3 separate regions of the Mus musculus genome follow, and regions 2 and 3 are each linked to region 1. A link is a contact called in public promoter capture Hi-C data. All regions are on one chromosome and are shown on one strand. The core of a region is the stretch at or near the end of the contact, and the rest is flanking DNA. Distances in the headings are between cores, read along the strand shown. Region 1 has its middle 16 kb from the start of 4933407G14Rik. Region 2 holds the start of Rsph14 (radial spoke head homolog 14 (Chlamydomonas)). Region 3 overlaps Bcr (BCR activator of RhoGEF and GTPase).

Region 1 (3,369 bases), core at 508-3,007:
AATCTTTAGGAAAAAAATTTTGCCTGGGAAACACCATCCAGGCTCTTAATCCCCTCACTGAATATCGATATAAGATATTCCTCTAAAGCACACACTCATAAGAAATGAGTGGTTCAATTGCAGGTTAGCCAAGCCTAGAAGCCAACAGAAAACAGGTAATTCCAGTGTTCAAAAGCCTAAGACCCATCAGTAGCTAGTTAAGACTGCTGTAGAGGGTAGACTATTACAGAATATGGGTACACAATTATAGACTTTTAACAAAAGCCCTAATTAGGAACAGCTTTTGAGAGTCTAATCTGCTTTGGTACATCAAACTGCTTCTAAAGCTCTCGAAGATCAATTAATGTCCATTCTTGATCTGTAAAAGCCATCAAGACAGTGTGTGTACTAACCACGGGGAGCAAGAGTTCCTGGAAGCAACTAGGAGAGACGCTCTCACCCATAACTTATGATTCAAAAATAATTAGATCACACGAGCCTCCAGTGGCCCTCTAGGATGAGTGCCCTGGCATCGGTAGCCAGTTGTGAGTTGCTAGAAGGAGCTGACGATATTATATTTGAGCAACCAATCACCATATTTTGTACAATATTATGTCTTAAATCCTGACGGAGCAGAAGGACAGATACCGGCTGACTGCTAGGAGGTTAGGCAAATATTCCCAACATACAATATGATAATCCCAACGTAACTCTTTGGACAGCAATGGCTTTAAATCCCCTCTACTCTGATGCTTGCAAGCTCCAAGTCTCTGACCCCCACTTCAGAATTGTGTGCAAGTATTTAATGTTGTCTCCCCCTACCCCCAACCCCATCCCCACAGCAAATCAGATCCGACAAACCATCTGGAAATGGCTTTCCAGACCTCAGAAGACAAATACGGGCTTGCAATAATGACCCAACCTTCCACATAGATGATAGTAGATATATTTGCTTGAGACCAAATCAATAGCTCTAAACTCTGGAGCCTTTGAAAGAGAAATAAGTTGTCATTTATACTGACTCAAAATATCATTTATGAATATCCATACTATGGAGCCACATGAAGAAAGAGAGGGCTTCAATCTCTAAATAATTAAGGCATTAAAATAGTTAGGAGGTATGTAAACTCTTGGAGGCTGTCCTTATACATGAAGAGGTGGCTATTACGCATTGCTCCAGACATCATAAATAAAACCACAATATCAGATAAGCCAGTATGTTGGCCGCAGGTAAGACATAGTTGATCTCTTGATACTTGGAATTAACTCTTCTCTAACCTGAATATTGAGAAGTTGGACCTAAGAGAGGGATTTTAAAGAATAGGACCCTCTCTCTCAATGGGAAGTAAATTCTCATGGAACTGTCTGGGTACCCCAAAAACCTTGTGTTTCCAATAGCTAACTATATTCATTAACACTCTCACAGTAGGTAAGGTATATTAACTGATTTGTTAAATCATACCATAGGAAGCCAGACAATAAAGAGATGACTGGGAGTCACAGGCAGAAGCTTTCAACTCAGCAGCTTCTTGCCCAAAGCATCATTCTCTAATCCAACCAGGCCACCCACATTCCTAGGGAATCGGCCATCAGCTGGCAGAGGGGTCGTTTGCTCCACCCCGTTAAACATTGTGGAGAGGCAGGAAGCTCTTCAAACGCTGGACTCAGGCAAATTTCATTTCTCCTTCATGTTTGGCAGCAGTGAGCAGAGGGAGTTAGCAGGCTGGAGCTACTTACTGCAAGCGCAGACTCCCTCTAATGTTACAGTTCTTGTGCCTTGGGCCCTAGGCTAGGGCTTGTATTACAAGCTGTCGGTCTGGGTTTTGAAACCGTTGGCTCTGGAAACATAAGAGCTCCCTGGAACTCTTCCAGTGACAAATGCCTACAGTTTCTCTTCCATGGCTCCTTATGACTTTTTACCCTTGCATGGTCTCACTTCTCTGCCTTCTCTTCCCAATTCTTTACTGTTGGCCTTCTTCTCCCTGGGCTGGCTGCTTTAAAACGGTGGCTCTGTTTCTTCAGCTGTCAGGCATCTGGCCAGATGACAGCTCCCATAGTCAGGACTCTACAGGGAGCTGGCCAGGATTGATTGGGTGCAACATGACTGCCACCACCAGAAGTCTGTCTCTCTTCTGCCACAAGCCATCTGTCTCTGTTGCTACTTTCTCCATGTCACCAGCTCAACCCACACCACTGAAAACAGACAAGAAATGATCTCTGGGGAGAAGCCTGTCATGGGGTAACACAAGAGGATCTCCCTACTGACTCACTGAGCTAGCCTAAGCAGACTAATTGTAGCTTAGGAAGGGGTGTCTGGATCAACACACTCATTTCCTGTGCTTGTCAACCTTCCTGATGCTGCGGACCTTTAACACAGTTCCTCGTGTTGGGGTGACCTCCCCACCCACCATAAAATGATTTCATTCCTACTTCATAACTGTTCATTTTTGTTGCTGTTCTGAATCATAATGTAAATATCTGACATATAGAATATCTAATGTGTGACCCTTCAAAGGGGTCACAACCCACAGGTTGAGAACCATTGGCAATCACAGTCTTGTCTCTTAGTACCAATCAGTCACTGAGACTTGTTGTGTTTTGAACCAATTGGGGCCTTGATTCTTAGTGCCAACCAGAGTCATCAAGACTTGCGTTTGGACCAATCACAGTGTTAGCACCACCCAGAACATCTCTGTTAGACCACAGGATGTGCTCTCCCTCTGGTCAAAATGGAAATGGTTGCAGGATCCTCTGAAGTTCATTGAGTACAAAACATTTCTGTTGGTACTGCACTTTCAAGAGCTGGATTAATCAGCTGCGGTTTTCTTGTCTTTTAGTGTGTGTGTGTGTGTGTGTGTGTGTGTGTGTCCCCTGATTCATCAATCTCCATCTTCTTCCTATGAGAGAGAGTCTCTCTCGTGGAACCTGAAGCTAGGCTGTATGGGAAATGTAAATGAGATATACTGCCTTTTCTATCAAAAAAAAATGGTAAAAATAAGATAAGGCAAGCACCATTTTAAAAGAAAATGACTTTGATGGCTAGTTTTTGTTGTCAACTTGTCTACACCCAGAATCAACTAGAACCCCAAAATGGAGGGACATGCCTATGAGGGATTTTTGCCTTACTTGATCTTTAAAGTGGGAAGGTACACCTCTTATCTGGGCCGCACCTTCTGCCCAAAGCCTGTATAAGGACAGGGGAGAGGGACGCTTTTGCTTTTTCTGTGCATGCTCTCAAGCTACCAAGTCCATTTACTAGCCTGAGAGCCTGCTTCTTCTGGATTTGGGGGAATACTGAAGACCATTTGAGATATCCAGTTTCATGGAATGAACAACTACTGGATTCCTGGATCTTCTTCTGTTCGTAGGCAGCCATCTTTGGATCAGCTG
Region 2 (3,369 bases), core at 440-2,939, 430 kb before region 1:
CCCATCCTATTTAACGTATTGATTAAGCAACCTTAGATTCACACCCCTCCTGAACACTGAGTTTCAGACCTGTAAATTGAAAATGTGTCTTCTCTTGGGGGTAGCGCTGCACTTGGGGGCACGGCTGGCCTGAAATCCAGCTTAATAAGTAGCAGCTCTTACTCCTGATGCCATCTGATGTCTGAACTACATCAGCCCCTCCCTCCCCCCCCGCCCCCAGCCATGGTTACCGGGTGTGGGATGCTCTCACCTATGTTGATGGCCTCGTAGACATACTCAGGATCGTGCATGAGGTCACACAGAGCCACTAGGGCTTTCTGCCTTGTCAGGAGATCCCTTGACTGTAGCTCCTCATTAAGCTTGCTCAAGGCCCGGCAGCCATAAGCAATGGCGGCTTTTGTGGGGTCGATGTCAGGAGGCATATACATGGAGATGCGGGCATGAGCCATCTTTTCACACCTGCCAAAGGGCTTTGAAAATGAACCTCTGTAGAAACTGCTAATAAAAGAACAACAACAACAAACACACACAGAAGAAAAACTGTCATTATTACTATTATCAGGTAGAAGCTTATCCATCTCAGCCTCAAAACTGTCTGTGAAGACAAACAGGGTGGATACTTTCATCTGGATTTACTGATGAGCAAACAGGGGCTGACCAGATTTCTCAAGGTCACGGCACGGGTGTGGCCCAATGACAGAAGAAAATGCTTGGGATACTTGGTAGATTGGTTCCTTAGTCACAGTACCAAAGACGAGGGGGGGTTGCGGGGGGGGGGGGGATAGGCCAGCCAAGTAAAAACCAACATGTGTTCTCCTTTGATGCTCCTGCTTAGCTGGTGACAGCAATAATTTGTGACTGCCAGTTAGATAGATACTAAACTGCTTAAAAAGAGCTGTCCATGTAAGGAAATAGATTTTTGGCTAGGGAGTTGGTAAAGCTAGAAACTATCAAATAGATGCCCTGTTCCTTCCTGTTGGGGACATGCTTAGAACACTTTTGCAAGAAGGGTTAAAGAAGGATTTCTTGTCCCCCACACATACACTCTTTGAACAACCATAGGCAATGTGGCTTCAGGGTTAAGACTGGGATATAGTCCAGGTCCACGGGCTATCCTTGACAAGTCACTCCCTCTTCTATATGCATCATCTCTGCAGCTGAAGAGTTAGGTATTTCCTTTCTGCCCTTCCAGCACAGCCATATAACTGATACCCATGAGCCTGGCTGGACAGAACTTAGAATATATTGATTGTGGTTATTATCCTGATCACTATTGCAGAACCTGGCAGGACTCAAACTCTGAAGTTAAAAAACAACAACAACAACAACAACAACAACAAAAAAAAAAAAACCAACAAAAAAAAAAAAAAAAGAAAACAAAACAAAAAACCAAGGCAGGCCACCAGCCAAGACAAGGAGGAAAAGCCCCAGACTGGGAAGGTAACAGCCATCTCTAAAATGGGGTTCACTCCAGGGGATCTTAGTCTCTGGGACATGGGCTGCCCTCCTATAAATGGCACACACTACAGGAATCCTGCTACCAGCAGGAAAGGCGAGACCCAGGCTGTGAGGGCACCAGCCCCGTGTGAATGGAACTGGGTGGGTCAGGAAGCCCCCTATGCCCTGTGCCAGGCACCCACCTCACAGCTGCCTCACTTGCCTCAGTGCGTGAAGTCTCCTGGTGTCTGCCAGCCAGAGCGCTTGGCCCATTACCAGGCGACCTGGTTGCTAGGAGACTGCCAGCGTCTGCAGCTTCTCGGTCAATACTCTGGGGAGCCAAGGCGCAGGCGCAAAAAGACTAAGGCTAAGCCCAGTGAAGAAGGGAAAAACAACATAATTTTACAATGTTACTATGAAGAACAAAGACAAGTCTCCTTAGTGGTACAGATTTCCTGTGACCTTTGCATGCTTTGGGCCATCCGGGTGAAGGAGTAACTTTATACAGTTCAAGGCTAAGAATCTCAAGGAAATTCAGTTGCTCTCTCCGAGTCACGTAGACCTGACCCCAGAACTGCCCGGTCAGGGCCCATATTTCTGCAAGCTGATCCACCCAGTACATACTGGCTGAAGTGGTTTTCTAGGCCCCCAACACCACCTGCCTAACATCTCCTTTGGCTCCCCAAAGACTGTCTCCTCACCGAGTCTGGGTGGTGGTGCATGCCTTTATTACCGGCTACATGGGAGGTAGACACAGACAATATAGCAAGACCCCATTACACTCTCCATACACATAGGAGGGCCCCACCTAACCCCCCTCCCATATACATACAACATACCAAAACCCTGCCTAGTGTACTACACATGATATAGCAAGCCCTGACTAACTTCCCTAACATATACACATACGCCATATGGAGACTTTACATAAACCTGCATGTGCGCACATGCGTGCACGCGCACACACACACACCCTAAGACCTTGCACAAACTCAAACACACACAGAATGTAACAAGACATCTGTCTGACATCCCCCATAGACACAACTCAGTAAGAGCCGCCTAACCCCCTTAACATAGCAAGACCTTGCCTGTGTCTGTTTCATTTACTGCCTCTCTGTACCAAGCATATGCCAAGAAGCGTTTGATAAATGCAAAATGAATGACTTATGGGCTTGAGTTAAGAGTTACAATTTAAAAGCATTTTTTCTGCAATTCACACATTACCAAATGTATTAGTTACTCTTTCCTCGACGTGAGAGAATGCCTGGGAGAAGCAACTTACGTGAGAAAAGCTTTTAGTTTGGCTTGGAATTTCAGGAGGTCTGACCCACCGGTGCTTGGCAGACTATGGCAGTGGGAAAATATGAACTATGAACCAGGGATGGAGAGGAGAGGAGAGGAGAGGAGAGGAGAGGAGAGAGGATAGCTATTTCTAAGGACTTCCCCTCAGTGACTTGGCCCCTCCCACAGTCTGACGCTTCCACCATCGGGGGAGCAAGTATTCAAAGCATTGTAGTTTCCCTTGTTCTTAGTCGGGTCAAAGGTCACTAGGAGAGAGGTCACCCATTGGGCACATGAGACAGTTTTTTTGTTAGTATGACGAAAAACCAGACAAAAGGCAAATTGAGGGGAGAAGGATTTATTTCAGCTCACATATTGAGGGTATGGTCCATCATGGCAGCAAGGCAGGACAGCAGAAGTGACTCTGAGATCTGACACTTCACCTTCTGGTAACCCGATGGAACTAGGCGCAGGTAAAGGCGAACGCTGGGGCCCAACTGGTGCTCAACTTATATTCAGGGTAAGTACTTCTCAGTTAAAGCTCTCTGGAAACATCCTTACAGACACTCGCAGAGGTGTTCACCTGAGGGTAACTCTAAATCCTGCCAACAGTGATGCTCAAATATGGCAGACTGAATAATAGTTTCC
Region 3 (3,369 bases), core at 329-2,828, 310 kb before region 1:
CCCTCATTCTTGCCAGCTGTTCTTCCCACAGGCTCACACACCTTCTGCCCTCTCACCTGTCCCAGCCAGGCCTTTATGGCATAATCTTCAGTCAGTCTCCTTGGGCCTCCTCTGTTCACCGGCTACTCCCCTGGGGGCTCCATTGCCCTGCCTCTGGAGGCAGTGATGCAGGAAGAGCCTTTGGCTGGACCCACCTAAGGAACCATACTGTGTTGGTCCACTGTCCTCTGCCTAGCTTACCCTAAGACACTTAGACCTCACTGGAATGGCCCCTTCCCTCTCTAGGCAATTCCTCCTCTTGGTGACTTTACCTTTTCTGGAATTGCTATCTGCTCTTTGGGTCCTGGGACAGTGTTGGGAATAGAGTGGTAGATCTCACCCCAAAGCCTGGGGCTGCAGCTGCTCCCCATTAACCAAGAACTGTGTCTTTAAAGGCCTGCTTGTTCCATAGTGCGAGGGCAGCTCCTGCTGAAGTTGGAGTTGGGGTTCAGTTTCTGCAGAGGCAGCTGTGGGCTCTGCATGCCTCTGACCATCCTGGACTCTCGTCTCTAAGGCTCATCATTTATGCCTTCCTTTCAGTGTTTCTGTGGCCTGGAAGAGACCAAGGGGCTTCTGCCAGGGCTTGTGTCTCAGAGATTCTTGGCTTAACGTGGGGATCCAAACCATTTCCAGTTTGGCAGCATCTGTCCCTGCTCAGAGGTGCACCCAGACAGAGAGACACAAACCCACCTTAGCAGAGTAGAGGACAGAGCTACTTGATGTCTGTCTGGGGAGATCTACCAAGGTGATGTATCCAGGCCGACGTGTCCAGCACTCCAGTGGCAGGTTAATGCTTGTGAACATGAGTTTGTAAGCAGTATTGGCAATTCTCTCAGGAGCCCTCAGACCTGGGCTCTCCAGGGCCTCATCTTGCTCTGGGGCTAGACCTGCATTTCAACTGGGAGCCATCAAGTGGGGCCCTACTAATCCTCCTATACAAGAGTGCCAACCCAAACTGACCTGTCTCCATACCTGCTCTGCCTCCTCAGGTTTCAAAAGTTTCTCTCTGACATCTGTGGAGCTACAAATGCTGACCAACTCATGTGTAAAACTTCAGACGGTTCACCACATTCCACTGACCATCAACAAAGAAGGTAGGGCTGGGCTCCTGGATATCCGGCTGATCTGTTTGGAGCAGTTTCTCCCCTTGAAGCTATTGCTGGGCAGTTGATGTGACTGACTATATAGCTTTTGTCCCCATAAAGGCTTGTGGCATACGGTGGATGTAAACGTGGGCTCACACTGAGTCATGCAAGGTTTTGTATTCAGTGCCGCACAGGGGTCTGTGCTTAGAGACAAGCTTCCTCTGCCCACACCCATGTCACCCCGACCCCTCTCCTTGCTTTGGAGCTGTGTTTTGGTCACTCCTTTGCCTGTGCTTTGATGCCAACTAGACCCTCAGATTCTATACGCAGAATCCACAGTGGGCACATACTCAGACAGTGATACTACTGTGCCCAGTGCTGGATCAGCCTTACCCTCCCCTCCCGTCCTGGTGAGGTGGAAGGTTAACCTCTTTGTTCTCTTACACAGATGACGAGTCTCCTGGACTCTACGGCTTCCTGCATGTCATCGTCCACTCAGCCACCGGCTTTAAGCAGAGCTCAAGTAAGTAGCTCAAGGAGGGGATGTGATGGACCCTGTGAGTAAACTTTAACTAAGAAGAATTGTCCCCTAAGAAGGCCAGGAGGCCTGGGCTACCCAAGGGAAGCCAGTCAGATATCCACCTGTCCACTGGGGGATGCCATTCTTTGAGGGGCCATGCTGGTTGAAGCCTGCTGGGAATGGGATTGTTTTCCTCTGCTTCTCCGCCCCCATCCCACCCCTCCCCCACAGATATCTGTCTCAGATCCTGCAGGCATGAGCTGCCCCCTGCTGGCAGGTCTTTTAATTATTAGGTCTGGAATTTGAACCCAAAGCCTGAGAGCAGGAGGCAAGATGCCAGGAAGCCTAACCTCCTGTGTAGCGGCCCCACAAAGCCACCGGCAGGAGGAGACTTAGCTGTTGTGTTGAGTGGACAAGAGTACACCCTTCTCTCTCCCAGCTAGCTGCTCTCCCTGTCTGAGGGTGGCACGCTGCAGCTGTACTGATCTCCTAGCCTAGCTCCCGTCCCCAGCTCTTAGGCCCATGGTATGAGACTGAAGGGCAAGTGCAGTTTTGACCCTTGCCACAGTTGCCGCAGAACAAGAGCCTCGACAAATTCTGGAATGGATCTGATAAGGAATGGATCTTTCTAGAATATACGGGAAAACTCTTAAAGCCAAGCACTTAGGAAAATGCCGTTAAGTTTTTTTATTTTGTAACAAGGAGTGGGTTGATGAGGTAGCTCAATGGGTAGAAAAGCTGTCCATGCCTGAGCACCTAAGTTTGGTCTCTGGAACCCATGATAAAAGGGAGAATCTACCCCTAGAAGCCATCTTCTGACTTCCATACATGAGCACACAAAGGCACCAGCTCACATGTTATACACACATGCAGCCACCATGTGCCAGAGTGAAGGCACCACAGCAGGTGGCTGTAATGGTCATGATGCCCTCTTCTGGTGTGTCTAAAGACAGCAACAATATACTCATATACATAAAATAAATAAATCTAAAATCTCTCTTTTAAAAAATAAAGGAATGAACTGGCTATTGATAGATGAAAAAACTAGATGAACACACCAAAAGGAAATTATACAAAAAAATCTAGATATTATATCATTCTGTGTATGTTAAATTTGTAGAAAATGCAAAGGTTGAAGTCAGACAATTGAGTGTCAGATTAAAGGAAAGGGTGCTTATGTTTAGACTCAAGGAGGCAGAAAATTATTTGCAATAATTTTCTGAAACTATTGCATTATTTGTATAATTTTTTTTAACTTATCAGAAATTACCAAAGCTGGACATGGTGGTGCACACCCACAGTCCCATCACTCAGGAGGCTGAAGAACCATGAATTCTCAGACATTCTGGGTTGCATTGTGACATCCTGTGTCAAAAAAAGCAAAATACAGCCATCAAGCCATATAGTTGCTATAGATGAACTGCTGGAGTACAGATGTACTCTGAAGCTGTAACAGGCTAATTCATGTCAAACTCTTTTCTCTTTGCATTTGTATGTATACTGACATTTACTGGTTACATTAGCTTCCTTTTTAAATTTTTTTACATTTATTTATTTGCATATATCTGTGTGGGTGCCACCATGACAAAGGCAATTATAAAGAAAGCCTTAGTTGGGCTTACAGGGCCAGAGTCCCTGATGGCAGAGTGAAGGCACCATAGCAGGTGGGTAGAACAGCAGCTGAGCAGTCCTGTCTCACAGTAAGAAGCAGAGAGCACACTGGGA

The links. Promoter capture Hi-C pulls out the DNA fragments that hold promoters and counts their contacts. Capture Hi-C pulls out chosen DNA fragments and counts their contacts.
Region 2: a contact with region 1 is called in a promoter capture Hi-C map of the HPC-7 cell line, with 2.1 times the contacts expected there. The contact joins the promoter of Rsph14 here to the enhancer-like site in region 1. A contact is called at or near these places in 7 of 39 promoter capture datasets (the C10 cell line, the HPC-7 cell line, cranial neural crest and 3 more), 3 of 115 datasets of contacts at active chromatin or transcription factors (astrocytes, double positive thymocytes and pancreatic cancer cells) and 3 of 9 other capture datasets (adipose tissue, embryonic stem cells and liver).
Region 3: a contact with region 1 is called in a promoter capture Hi-C map of adipose tissue. The contact joins two enhancer-like sites.

The regions. Positions count from the first base shown.
Region 1 is chr10:75,464,139-75,467,507 of GRCm38.p6, forward strand. No RefSeq gene overlaps it. Among named protein-coding and RNA genes, the nearest start is that of 4933407G14Rik, 16 kb to the left of the region's middle. Within about 2 kb of position 1,758, at least 55 of the 459 cell types and tissues checked have an H3K27ac peak or open chromatin away from gene starts, as enhancers often do. A contact at or near this core is called in adipose tissue, where this site is marked.
Region 2 is chr10:75,030,864-75,034,232 of GRCm38.p6, forward strand. Rsph14 (radial spoke head homolog 14 (Chlamydomonas)) reads right to left here and starts at 1,690. Exons shown (of 7, transcript NM_001163535.1): 1 at 1,641-1,690; 2 at 251-495. The coding sequence starts at 449. The region is part of intron 3 of Gm40692 (a long non-coding RNA gene); the gene reads left to right.
Region 3 is chr10:75,158,758-75,162,126 of GRCm38.p6, forward strand. Bcr (BCR activator of RhoGEF and GTPase) reads left to right here. Exons shown (of 23, transcript NM_001081412.2): 13 at 1,029-1,133; 14 at 1,573-1,647. Among named protein-coding and RNA genes, the nearest start is that of Specc1l, 52 kb to the right of the region's middle. Within about 2 kb of position 1,579, at least 7 of the 459 cell types and tissues checked have an H3K27ac peak or open chromatin away from gene starts, as enhancers often do. A contact at or near this core is called in adipose tissue, where this site is marked.